2 separate regions of the Mus musculus genome follow, and region 1 is linked to region 2. The links are chromatin contacts, called in public promoter capture Hi-C maps. All regions are on one chromosome and are shown on one strand. Each heading gives the region's core, a stretch centred on a gene start, on an enhancer-like site or on the middle of the called end of the contact. The rest is flanking DNA. Distances are from core to core; before and after follow the strand shown.

Region 1 (6,294 bases), core at 1,601-4,100, 1.5 Mb before region 2:
GAAGGGGCTTTACGTGCAGTTTCCAGGAGCCACATGGTAGAAGGAGTAAAGCAACTGCCCAAAGCTGATGTTTGTTATCCCTGAATGTGCTGGGGCCAACATACACATGTGCACACACAAATAAATGTAATACATTTTTTAAAAAAAGAGTCGGAAATCTCTGCTCCCTAAACTTGCCCCTCCAGTGGTAGGCTTCCACTGAAGAAACAGGCACTCTACAAAAAATACCTTATAGGTATTGGCATTCGGAAATCCCTCCTCTCCGGTGAAATGGATGGGTCCCTGCCCAATCACCAGACAGCGATTACCACTAATATCCCCACGCTCCACCCCCCAGGATTCCAACAACCCACCCAGGGACCCATTATTGTGTATACAAAGCCAAAATGACCCTATGCATTTAAAAAAGATACCCAGCATGAAGGAGCGATGAGAAGAAACTGATTAAATAAGAGGGGGTGGAAAGGAGGACTATAAGGTGGCAGTGGCTGCGATTGAAGCTCTAGGAATACAGAGAGTTGCTTTTTATAAACAAACATTTTTGTTGGTCTTGCAGTGCTGGGCCAGAGTCTAAGCCCTCGTGCATTTGATATGGTACGCGTGGCCTTAATTTAACTTGGCCATTTTTATTTGTTACTAGTCTGTGGCTTGTGACTATGCTCAACAAATGATGGCTGTTTACTTACAAAACCCACATGCCCTCAGCAGGGAGCAAGCTTGCTTTGTAAAATAGCATGACAAGGGCAAGGCAGGCATGGCTTGAAGGCTCCCGTTCCACGTGTCCTGGAGTGACTGAGAACAGGTCACAGCCTGAGAAACAATGACTGTGGCCCAGAGAAACCCAGTAGTGTGGTGAAAGCCACCAACACAAATATCCGCAAACTCATTCCAGCTTTAGCTGAATAGCAAACTGTTCACTGTCCTTTTCCACACCAGCCTTCACAAATCCTCACCTGTCGCTCCTGTTCCTACCCTAGGGCCACACTCTGGCTCCCAGCAAGCAGCTGAGACTACAGTAAACGTAAGCTCTAGGCCCAAACAAAGCAGATTAGAGCTCTCTGCCCTCCAGGCACTGCCCAAGAACACTTAGTTCCCTTGAAAGTAGCATGCTTTGATATAGTTTGTTTCTTCTCTAATTGAGCCCATTGACAAAAAAAAAAAAAAAAAAAAAAAAAAAAGCCAGTAAAAACCTGCTGAGAATATAAACAAGTGTTTCCTCTAAAAATACAAATGGGGCTCAGTGGGTAAGAGCACCCGACTGCTCTTCCGAAGGTCCAGAGTTCAAATCCCAGCAACCACATGGTGGCTCACAACCATCCGTAAGGAGATCCGACTCCCTCTTCTGGAGTGTCTGAAGACAGCTACAGTGTACTTACATATAATAATAAATAAATCTTTAAAAAAAAATACAAATACAAATGAATCTTGGTGAGAAAGATGTTATTTCAGGAAATAAAAGCCAAAGTGCAGCACCAGCGAAGAGGTTAACAACCTGCAGCAATCAGGTTCCTTTCTCCACCAAGTGAGTCCTGGGTATCAAACTCCAAATTCAGGAGTCCTTCCCTGCTGTGCTCTCTCTGCTCTCTGCTCCTTGTTTTGAGATGGTGTCATACACTATAGCCCACACAATAGGTTGTCCAGGCTGCCCTTGGAACTCCCCAGAGCTGGGATTATAGGCATGAGCTACCACACAAGGCCTGGGTTTCCCATTCCTAAAGGACTTCTGTCTTTTCTGGAAAGAGAAAGAAGCTATGCTGGGGCTGGGAGGGCGGTTGGGGTGCATGGGTGGGTGGGTGGGTGAGATTATGTCCTGGTGTCAGATGGAGCTGAGTGGCTCCCGAATCAGTCTGTGGGAAGCTTTGTGACCTGGGGCCCTCCACCATGTTCAGCTATATGACAGGCAGAGTCATCGAGTACAAAGTATTTCCTGTCCGTTAGGTGTCTGCAGCTTTGCATGCGGCAGTGGGCAGCCCCAGTCTGTGGAACATCACCTGTCTTACAGGAAAGAGAAATGAGGAGTCTCATCTTGCAATGACAGGAAAGGTGTTTGTGTAGATGACAATATGGCTGTGTAGGAACTTGAACAAACAGTTCTTGGTAAACTATCTTTCTCTTGTGGCTTTGAACAGGGGTGGCAAGGGTTGACAGGTTGGAGGGCTTCTTGGGAAAACTGAGAGTGCCTCTTTTGGTGACTTCATGCTGATCCCTACCAGGAGACGACAGATATTTGACTGGTTAGATTGGGCCAAGCTTCCCAGTAGACCAGTGCTTAGTTAGCTTCTCCATTGCTCTGATAAACCCTTCTAACCAAAAGCACCTGGGGGAGAGAGGAATTTACTTCATCTCATGTTTACCAACTCACAGTCCATCTCTGAAGGAAGTCAGGCCAGGAACCTGGAAGCAGAAACCTGGAGGCAGGAAAGGAAGCAGACACCTTTGCCAAATGTTGTTTACTGGCTTGCTCAGAGGTCCCAATCAGGCTCGGAAAACCTGGAGGCCTTTGAAGAGCCACTGGTCCTCATTAGAAGCCTGGAAACACCATTCTGAGACCAGGGAAAGCAGCAGCAGCGGCAGGATAAATCAGCCCAGTGACAAGAGCGAAGGCCAACCGTATAAAAGGTCAATATACTTCCTTCTGCCATGCTGTGTTACCAAGGCTCGTACCAGAAGGTGCCGCCCACACTGGGGGGTGGGTACTACCACATCAATTAAGCCAATCAGGACAGTTTCTCAGATGAGGCTCCCCACTCAGGTGATTCTAACTTGTGGCCAGTTGCTAGTAACCCTAACCGACCCAACCAGGTCACCGCGGGCAGAAAGGCTCTCCACAATAGACCTGCCTTTTCCCAGCTCTTGTGCCAGTGAGTCTGAGGCTGGAAGCTGCCGTGCTCCATCTGGCTCTCTCCCCACACGGCTCAGGACTCAGTCTTTCGTTAAGTCTCTATGGCCAGTGGAGAGTTATTCTCCGTTTAGACTTTGCTAGAATGGTCCCATTATAGGACCTCCGTCAACCCCATCAGCCCCATGTTAACATAAAACAAGGAGTGCATGGGAGATGGGCACTGGGTTGATAATATTCTCTCCCCCACCCCTCGTCCATTACATGTAATGCCATCCCTTGTTTTGTTTGTGCTTCATGTCCACTGGCAGGGTACATGTAACAGAGATTCCAAAAAACAAGTCAGGTATGTATTCCCCTCAAATGACGTCTAGATACTCTGTTACTCTAGAACAGTGGCTCTCAACCTTCCTAATGCTGCGACCCTTTAATACAATTTCTTATGTTTTGGTGACCCTAATCCTAAAATTGCTTTCGTTGTAACTTCACAACTGTAATCTCGCAGCTGTTATGAATTGTAATGCAAACATCGGATATGCAGGATATCTGACATGTGACCCATGTGAAAGGGTCATGACCCATAAGTTAAAAACCACTGGTCTAGACTGTCTTTTAGTCTATTAGGGTTTGAATGTGAAGTATCCTTCCAAAGGCCCATGTGCTGAAGGTTCTGTGCCCAGGACATAGAGTCAATCATGAAGATTTAATTGGATCCAGAGGCCCCTAACCTCATCAGTGGGTCAGTGCATTGATGGATTCCAATTCTATGCCTCTATCGGAAGGTGGAGGAAGCTAGGAGGTAGGAGTCTGATTGGAGTAAGTGGGTCATCTTTGAGAAAGCAATGGGTGAGCCTTTGAAGGGAATACCTTGTCCCTGATGGCTTCCTGTCTCTGTGTTTTCTTGCTACTAGGTAAGTGGCTTTGCCCCACCATGCTTTCTTTGATACATGCTCTGCCTCAACACAAGCCCGTGACAAGCAAGCAACCTCAGAGAGAAGCCTCTGAAGTCATGTTCCAAACCATGCCTTTCCCCTCCAAGGCTGTGGGTCTCAGGTACTGTGCAGAGCACCGAGGAAGCGCTCAGGAGCACAGTCTTATGGCAGCCTCTCTTCAGGGATTCGACTTCTTCTCACGTGAGTCTGCCCTATCCCTAGCAGGCTCTCTTTCGCCTCCTCGTAGAAGATGGCTCCCCTTCCTATCTGCATCCCAACCTTTGTGAAACACAGATGCAGAAAGGACCAGGCACATGGGTGGTGAGCCCTCATCTAAGGCAGGGTCAACAAAGTAGGGCTTGTTTTTGTGTTTTGTGAGGCGTAATGGGCATGATGTGCACATACGTATAAAGGCCAGAGGTCAGCATCGAGTCGCTCTCAGCTGCCCTTCCATCTTGTTCCAGTGAGACAGCGTCTCTCACTAATCCTGAAACCATCCAATGCGTCTTGGGTGGCAGGTCAGCCAGCCCCAGATACCCCTCTGTCTCCGTGTTTCCCCTCAACAGGTGCATTCAGCATGCCCAGCTTTTTACATGGGTTCGAGGGATTTGAACTCATGTCTTTTTGCTTGTACCACAAGCACTTCGCCAACTGACCCATCTCCTCAGCCCAGAACCTCATTCTGTAAACATAGTTTGTCAAATTTTTATTCAAATTATGATTTTAGTTATTCAAATAAACTAAAATGTTATACTCTCGTTTGTATAAGTACTCATTGTGCATGGCTGATTTTAAACTACAGTGGTTATCTATCTGCGATGGAGATAATAAGACCTCCACTGTTTACTATCTGACCCATTCCATTACTTTTCTGGTGGTTGTAACCTGCAGGATGAAGGATTTAATTTAGTGCCCAGTTTAAGGGAGTGCAGTCCATCGTGGGGAGCATTGGTGATGGAAATATGCAGTAGAAACTCTTAACTGTCTAGGCAGACTGGAATGCAGAGAGCAGGGACTCCTGGTGCTCAGCGGATGGTGCAGCTCACACCAGGGTGGGTCTTTCTCCCTCAGTTACCCTGTCTTCACATCTCCCCATAGACACATCCAGAGGTATGTCTTCCAGACTAGTCCAACTCTGGTCAAGCTAGCAATGACGATTAACTATCATATCCATTAAGGAAACCTCTGCCCAGCCTTCCTCTAAAGGCATGACACTACAGTCAGCTTGGTTGGCTTCAGCTCACCCTGTGGGCCAGACCTTCATTATCTGACCACCTGCCACACCAAACCCAGTAGAATCTATGGGACAAGTTCCACAGACTGAGGTGGTAGACTTCAAAAGAAGGAGGTCTCCTGGAGCCGGTTGTGGAACTCTTGGCAGGAGCAAAATATCGAGCCGTAGTTCTCATGGCAATCTATCTGTTTTGTTTTCTCTTTTTTTTTTTTTTTTTTTTAAAGATTTATTTATTTATTATAAGTACACTGTAGTTGTCTTCAGACACTCCGGAAGAGGGAGTCAGATCTCATTAGGGGTGGTTTTGAGCCACCATGTGGTTGCTGGGATTTGAACTTTGGACCTTCAGAAGAGCAGTCGGGTGCTCTTACCCACTGAGCCATCTCACCAGCCCCCTGTTTTGTTTTCTCTTATTCCTTTTCTTATTTACATGTTCCTGGTAGCCTAGGCCTAGATCTTAAGCAAGAATAATGGGTAAGAAACCATCCCTTGAGATGGGGTCACTAACATGACCTTATCCCCAGGGAAACCAACACTTTACTTTATAAATCACTTACAAAATTATATAATAGTATTAAGACAGATAAAAACATTCCCAACAATAAAATTTCATATGGCTACACTTGTGTCATCAGAGGTAGGGTTTGATATATGGTAAAGAAAGCCTTAATTAGAAAGAATTAAAATAGTTTAAACTTATGTGTTGAAGATTTATAAAATATCAGGCATTAGATGTTAAAAAATATTTGACCATAAAGATTTATTAACCTGCTCTTGGAAATATGCCACCAGCCTTGGATGACTGCCCCAGTGAATACACCCTCTCAGAGTTGTTATGCTTGGATGATCTCTATTAATCATGATGTCACCTGTTCTGTTTGTGATTCACTGAGTACATCTTTTCAGAGTTGTAATATTTGCTTGATTTTTGTGCTTTACTGTGCCAAATGATAATGATGGTATTTGTGATTGCTTCACTGAACACATCTTCTAAGGGTTGTAATATTTGTTCTTTGAATGTATAAAACCCCTGCTTGAGAGCTGCAAAATACACTTAGATTCAAACTGCCTCTGTGTTTGTTTCTGTTTGTCACTGCCGAATCCTTACCCACCTAGCTTCGAGGACCCTCATTCCAAGGACCCCCATACCCGACTGGGATGGTCTGTGGCAACCACTTAGCCACAAGGAGGTTGGGAAATGGCATCTGCATCCTAACTGTTCTAGTCGGAGATTCTAGTGCTGTGATTTAAAAACAAAACAAACTAGAGACAGAGACTGAAGCAGGGGC
Region 2 (6,946 bases), core at 739-3,238:
AATTCATTTAAGAGCGCCATGTGACTATCGATCACCATAGCCACTCAATCCTGCCCTTTCTCTTTGCTCTTCTTCCATAGGTGGGCTAGATGATAGACAGATGATAACGCGCTTTGCCAGAGGCTCCCTTTTAATGACTCCTTAGTCACTGTTTAGTTGCTGTGAAGAAACATGATCAAGCCATAGGAAAGCATTTAATTGGAGGCTTGCTCCCGGACTTAGCCTGTTATAACCATCATGGCTGGGAGCATGGTGACAGGGAACATGGTGGCAGGCAGAAGTGCTGCTGGAGAAGTCGATGAGAGCTATATCTTGATGGGACGTGGGGGGACAAGGAAGAAAGAAGAAGAAGGGGTGGTCTGGGGAATGGACAACTGAACCTGGGCTTTTGAAACCTCACTGCCCCACTCCTTAGTGACACACTTCTTCCAGCAGGGCCACACTTCCTAATCCTTCTATCCTATCAAAGAGTTCTACTCCCTGGTGACTAATTGCCTATTGGAACCACCATAAATGGGAAATCAAATGTCTAAGAGTGTTGAACCTGAAGGCCACGTTAACTACCCTTTAACTTCTGAAGTCTAGAGGCTCACACACATCCATGATGAACCTGGCCTGGAATAAATGCTAAGACACTCCTGGATCCGTGTGATAAGTTGTCAAGGTCACTGTCTTTTGAGCTTTTTGCAGGATCACTGTAGGGCTCCTTTCCTCCAGTAAGACTGAGCCTCAACTGACATCAGCTGCTGTGTTCTCAGTCCTTAGCTCGACACAAGACTTGTGCCTCCCATTAAGTACTAATAATGTGTTGACTCTGTGGGTTCTCTTTACAGGGTTCAGACTGGGCAACGTGTTCCATGCCATCCAGGCAACTGAGCAGAGCATCCAAGCCGCTGACCTCGCGCCCCGCTTATGCCTGACATTAGCCAACCTCAACCGCGTGGTTTATTACATCTGTGACACTGTCCTCTGGGCGAAGAGTGTGGGTCTTACCTCTGGAGTCAACAGAGAGAAATGGCAAAGGTGGGCGGCTCGCCATTACTACTACTTCCTCTTGCTGAGCCTGGTCCGGGATCTGTATGAGATCTTGCTGCAGATGGGACAAGTTGCACGTGACAGAGCAAAGAGAGAGAAATCCTCTCGGGACCCTCCTAAGTACAGCGTGGCTAATGAAGAGACTGAATGGCTCCAGTCCTTCCTCCTCCTCCTATTCCAGTCTCTAAAGCGACATCCTCCCTTGCTCCTGGACACCGTGAAGAACTTCTGTGACATCCTGATCCCTCTGAACCAGCTTGGGATCTACAAGTCCAATCTCGGCGTGGTAGGACTTGGAGGTCTCATATCCTCTTTGGCTGGTCTCCTCACGGTAGTGTATCCTCAGCTGAAACTGAAGGCCCGCTAGGGTGTTTGGAGGCTTTAAGGCTAGCAGTTCAGTGGAACAAACATTTGGTTTTGTCCCAATGTTTACTGTGCTTAATTTAAAAAAAAAAAAAAAATCATGTGAGCACCTTACCATCCTATGAGCAGAGGTAGGACCAGCAGTGGCGCATGCTACAGTAACTTCATTTCTGTTCAGGTAACATTACTGAGCATCTTTTATGTACATAGTAAGAGCCTAGTGTTGCTGGACAAATAAAGATGAAAAGGAGAGAAACCATGAAAGACCCAAAGAAACTAGAATTACAGATCAGGTTGCACAGGTCCCTGATTCCACACAAGCACACCAGGGCTGAAGCACAGCACTCCCAGCTCTGCTTAAGTTTTCCCTTTTCTCCCATCTGTTATTATCCCCCACTCCCACGGGTGTCAGGAGTGAGATGGAGGGGAGCTGGGCTCAGCGCCTGTTAACCTGCTGGTCCCGGTCATTGCTGCAGTCGTGTCCTGACCATGTCCAGTAGCCTCAGAAGAACATCAGTGCCTCTGGGGCGGAGGCTGTGTCCACAGGTAGAAGGCTCTCGGTAATGCTAGGAGCAAGCAAGAGCCACAGAAGGGACCAGAGGTGAAAGCAGGTGGGAGGTCACCGCGGCCTGTTATGTCATCCGTCACAGATAAGGACTATGACAGTACAAAACAAAGCTGATAGCACAGATTCATTGGGAGACTTTCCAGGATGATCCGCGTGATCTCGTTACCTTCAGCGGTCTTCCCGGGCTCAGAGCCCTTAGCCCCTTAACATGCCCCCGAGTCCTGGAGCTTCAGTTGATGGTTTCTGTCCCAGTCTATGAAATGCAAAGCAATCTAGACTCACCCAGGTTGGTTTGATTTAGCTACATAACAGTTTATGCAATTCCACAGTAATTTTTATCAAAATAAGAGAATTAAATTTTTTCTGTCTATAGATGTAGGAACGTCAGTTTTCTGTGACAAATCTGGTTTTCTCAGGACAACTGAGAGGGACAGGAAAGAGCAATAGGGCCAGTGGAGGGGTCGTGGGGACACCGGGTCAGTGCATTTGCCCGTGTTCACACTTCACGGTTCAGTCTTCCTGTCTTGAGTTTGGTTGGTTTAGGTGTGTGGTGTGGGAGACACTGGCCAGCAGGCGGGTCATGTCTACTAAGTGGAAATGAGAACTATGCACTAAGCAATTGTTTCCCATAAATGTGAAGGTGATTCTTGAAAAGTGGACTCAGGCCCTTGGCATTCTCTACTTTTAAAATGATAATGTGCTTTGAGAAGACTTTGGGGGCGGGGGTTGAGATTAAAGTGGCTAAAACAAGACAAATACCAGCAAATGCCTATTTGCACTGTAACTTTAATTATGTCTAATAAATTTCTAGATAAAATTGACTCCTGCGTCTGTGAGTGTGTCTGCACTGGAGTCCGTGGGAACTCAGGAATGACAAGGTGCAGGCTGGGAGGAAGGCACAGGGACTATGTTGAGGCTCTGGGTTGAGAGGTTCCCTTACAGATCTGTCCAAATCATCCCTGCTAAGATGCTCTACAGTAGCCTGGCAGGGGCTGGCCAGCTTCCTGGAGAAGCCTGCCTTCAGTGCATGGCAGTGTTGCGTGGCTGTCGCTTCTGATGCTTTGGGTCTTGCACATTAGAGACAGTGTTGGGAGGGTGGAGAACTGCCATCTTCTAGAATCTGGAATCTCAGTGGGCCCTGCTACCTCATCCTCTTATCTTTCTCCTCAGCTAACCCTCTCTACCTGGGTCCACATTTGTGAGGGATTTCAAACACTGGGAAGCCCTGGGGAGCTGTGTAGCTGGGCTTGTGGCTACTTTGTGGGTTCTTTTCTCTTCCACCCTTTTCCACCCCTCTTCCCTTTCAACCCCAACACTAGGTAGGAGAGAAAGAAATTCCCGAGTCAAGCCCAGGATAGGAAAAGGGACGACCATGTTATTAGACTACTGCCTGCTGATTCGGGGCACTGAGTTCCTCGGGGCAAGTTTGATCTTCACCATCAGGATATCTAATGTCCTCTTTTTGTCTCTTTGCACGCGACTACTTGACAAACCGCAACCAACCGCAACCAACCTCAACCAACAGCATCCAAGAATGAAGCAAATCATAGTCCCCGGCTGTTAAGCAGCCTCATATCCTCCAAACCTGGGATTGAAACGAAAACATATTCCCACACTATTTCTGTGTTCTTTAAAGAAACCAACATTGTCAGCTACAGGGCAGCACAGGGCAGCACACCAACAGTTGTGCATCACTGCTGAGCACTGACACAGCACACGTCTCAGTGCCCTGCTTGGCTTGGGGACCCACCTGTCCACAGAGTGGTCAAGACCTCTGCTCTCCTGGAGAGGAGTAGCATGAGATAGCTCCTCTGCCCATCCCCCTGTGGTGTTGGCGAACCGCCTCTCACCCTCGCCCTTAGGATCTGCCTGGCGCTTTCCCTTGTCACCTTTCACCCACATCCTAGAATCCGTACAGAAGCAGCCAAAGGACCGGCTTTGTCAGCAGAGCTTTCAGGCACAGAGCCCTATATCCTCTCTGGCCCAAAGCCACTGCCTGGGAAGGCAGGCTGCCCTTTAGCCTGGGCTGTGTCCAGATGCAAGTCTCCCAGATTACTCGTCCTGAACCTTGAAGCAAAGGCAGAGGCCACTTTACACGCTCCCCTCCTTCCCCACTGCTGTCTTACAGCCCAAAGGCTCAGACCAAGATTAATAAGTATCAAATGCATGACATATTCATTACCTCTTCTGGAAGCTCCTTGTTCCACACCCCTCCCTTTCCTGGCATCTTGTTCCCTGTTTTATTATACTGAAGATAAAATTTACTACCAAGGATCTATCGGTAGCCTTTCTCACATCCTTATTGTTTATTGCATTTATGCATTTATTTGGGGTGTGTGTGCGTGTGTGTGCGTGTGTGTGTGTGTGTGTGTGTGTGTGTGTGTGTGTGTGTGTATGTGTGTATTCGTGTGCACTTGGACACACCCGCACTTATACACATGCTCAAATGTCACAGCATGCATATGGAGGTCAAAGGACATCTTGCCAGTGTCAATTCTCTCCTTCAATTCTTTGGGACCCAGGGATTGAACTTTGCAGCCAGGCTTGGTGGCAATCACCTTGACCTGCTGAGCCATTTTGGTGACCCTACTCAGTGCCTCTCCATCCTGTTACCCATACTAACAACTTAGTAGACTCAACAACATCAACTCTGGTGAATAGGGACTAACCGTGCTGCCGTCCTCTCGTTCACTGTGATTACGAGGCCCTTTCTAGTTGGTCTAAAGACACAGCTTGGCACCACAGTGCTCCATCAACATTAATCAGAAACTAAAGTTTGAGTTTGGGCTTGAGTTCCTGTTGAGGAAGGAATAGCAACGGATAATTCTTGGCTGTCTGGGTGCTGTTGGTTGGCAAAACCAACCAACCAGCCAACCAGCCAACCAGCAACCAACCAACCAACCAACAACCAACCAACCAAACCAGCTGTCAACACCTTTACTTGTCCAGACATAAGTGAACAAAACCAAATAGTTCTCCTCCTTCTTGTTCTGGTGGCATCTCAGGCTAAGTAAAGTTCCCTCCCTCCCTCCCTCCCTCCCTCCCTCCCTCCCTCCCTCCCTCCCTCTCTCCCTCCCTCCCTCCCTCCCTCCCTCCCTCCCTCCCTCTCTCCCTCCCTCCCTCCCTCCCTCCCTCTCTCTCTCTCCCTCCCTCCCTCTTTCCTTTCCTCAGTACTGAAGATCAAACCAGGGCTTTCCACATGCCAGGTCAGAAAGCACTCTGGCATGGAGCTCCACCCCCAGCCCCTAGCTTTATGAGACACGAGCTTGCTATTTAGCTCAGGCTACCCTCAAACTGTCAATTCCATCTCAGCCTCCTGAGTTCTGGGATTACTGGCACGTGCCACAACAGCCAGCTTCAAAATGTTTTCTTTAACCCTGGGGGTTTACAGAGGATGAGACATCTCCTGCGGAGCCTGGTTACTAAGAGCTCAACTCTTACTGCTCTATCTAGTCTTTTTTTTTTTTTTTTTTTTTTTTTTTTTTTTGCAGGTAATTGATCTTGATAGCTATAGACTAACACATGAAGGTGAACCCTATCCCTGTGTGGGTTTGAATCATGCTGCTCAATAGTCATCCTTGCTAGCAAACAAGAAAGGATGGAATAATGTTTGAATATTGTTCCATAGAAACTTCTCAGGAAAGGGACCAGAGATTATAGGATGACATGTAACTTTGAGTTTAGAAGTTTAATGGCACACATTGCAGTGGCTTCTTTATGGAAAGCAATTTCTGTCCATTGAAAGCCAGAAATATTCTGGAACTTCTCTGGGCTCTGACAAATGAGTCCTTCAGCTCTGAGAACCACCTCTTTATTGCCTAAACATCCCCCATAGAAGTTAGGGTGAGCCCAGGGGACACCCTGGGTCAGACAGCTAAGGCAATGGGCCGGCCCAGCTTTCTCTTCCTCTTTGCCCTCCTCTAGCTGGGAGGTCTGAGAGGCATTGCCCAAGATTCCCTGGAGTGGCTGCAAGTGTTTCTGAGGAGGAGACCTTCCACAGCTGGGCTGTCTGAGACTGAGGTGGCGGTCTGCTGCAGTGAGTGTGGGGTCCTTGGGCGTCTGCCTTACCTAGCTGCTTTCTCGGTGTTACAGGCAAGGAGCTGGGAGAAAGAGCACCTGGGGGAAATGACCAAGGGGTGCAGAGATCTGCAGGGGGACCCCTGAGGAGAAGAATGAGAGACCAGGGGCACAGAGGGACCGGTGGCTTACCCATAAGACAGCTCTCTGAGAGAAGGCTTAACCTTGCTGGCAAGGTGAAGAAAAGACTAAGCTCTACCTAACACTCATTCTTTAGTCTCTTTCAGTCACAGATTTTTTCCTAAACCATTTCTCTCATCTCATTATCTTTATCTAATTGCCTACATTAATTTTTCTTGAGCAATTTAAAAAAACCATCAATTTTGAACAGATTATGCGGAGCTCATTTTGAGCAGACCAGGAAACTTCTTGTGTTGGGACCCCAAGGAACAATCTCTCCTATGTAACATTCGCCCTCCAACCTAGGCCAGCTGTGCTCCCAGATGGCTAGATGGTGGCCTTGAGAGGGAGGGAGGGAGGGAGGGAGGGAGCCTGTGAAAGACAAGCCTGCGGGCTTCTGATAGATCTGGGATTCTGCTTTGCAGCGTGGAGAGTAAGGATGTCAATGAACAAGGGCCCAACCCTGCTGGATGGAGACCTCCCTGTAAGTGACATGGGCTCGTGTGAGGTGGGAAATGGGCCACCAAGGGGGTGGGGGGGTGAGCAGAGAGGAAGAGTCAGGAGACTTCAAGCAAGATGTCTACCTTAGGTTCTGAACTCACTGTCTCTGTCCTTGCCACCTTTCACAGGGGTTTTGGGGGAAGGGGCGAGATAGCTATAGAGGTCTAAGAACCGTGGAGAGAAGGATAGGAATGCCGGCTGGGGCCTCGGGAGAGACAGAGGGAAAGAAGCCACCTGGTCCTAAACCCAGAAGCACAAGCTCACCACCCAGAAGGATGCGCG

Evidence for each region. Promoter capture Hi-C pulls out the DNA fragments that hold promoters and counts their contacts.
Region 1: a promoter capture Hi-C map of liver shows a contact between it and region 2, with 2.7 times the contacts expected there. The contact joins two enhancer-like sites. A contact is called at or near these places in 3 of 39 promoter capture datasets (liver and pre-B cells) and 1 of 9 other capture datasets (adipose tissue).

What each region holds. Positions count from the first base shown.
Region 1 is chr7:81,185,752-81,192,045 of GRCm38.p6, reverse strand. No RefSeq gene overlaps it. Among named protein-coding and RNA genes, the nearest start is that of Gm44968, 17 kb to the left of the region's middle. Within about 2 kb of position 2,850, at least 11 of the 459 cell types and tissues checked have an H3K27ac peak or open chromatin away from gene starts, as enhancers often do. A contact at or near this core is called in liver, where this site is marked.
Region 2 is chr7:79,731,798-79,738,743 of GRCm38.p6, reverse strand. Pex11a (peroxisomal biogenesis factor 11 alpha) reads left to right here. Exons shown (of 3, transcript NM_011068.2): 3 at 834-2,786. The coding sequence ends at 1,402. It overlaps Plin1 (perilipin 1), which reads left to right and starts at 5,968. Exons shown (of 9, transcript NM_001113471.1): 1 at 5,968-6,002; 2 at 6,589-6,647. The coding sequence starts at 6,603. Within about 2 kb of position 1,988, at least 4 of the 459 cell types and tissues checked have an H3K27ac peak or open chromatin away from gene starts, as enhancers often do. A contact at or near this core is called in liver, where this site is marked.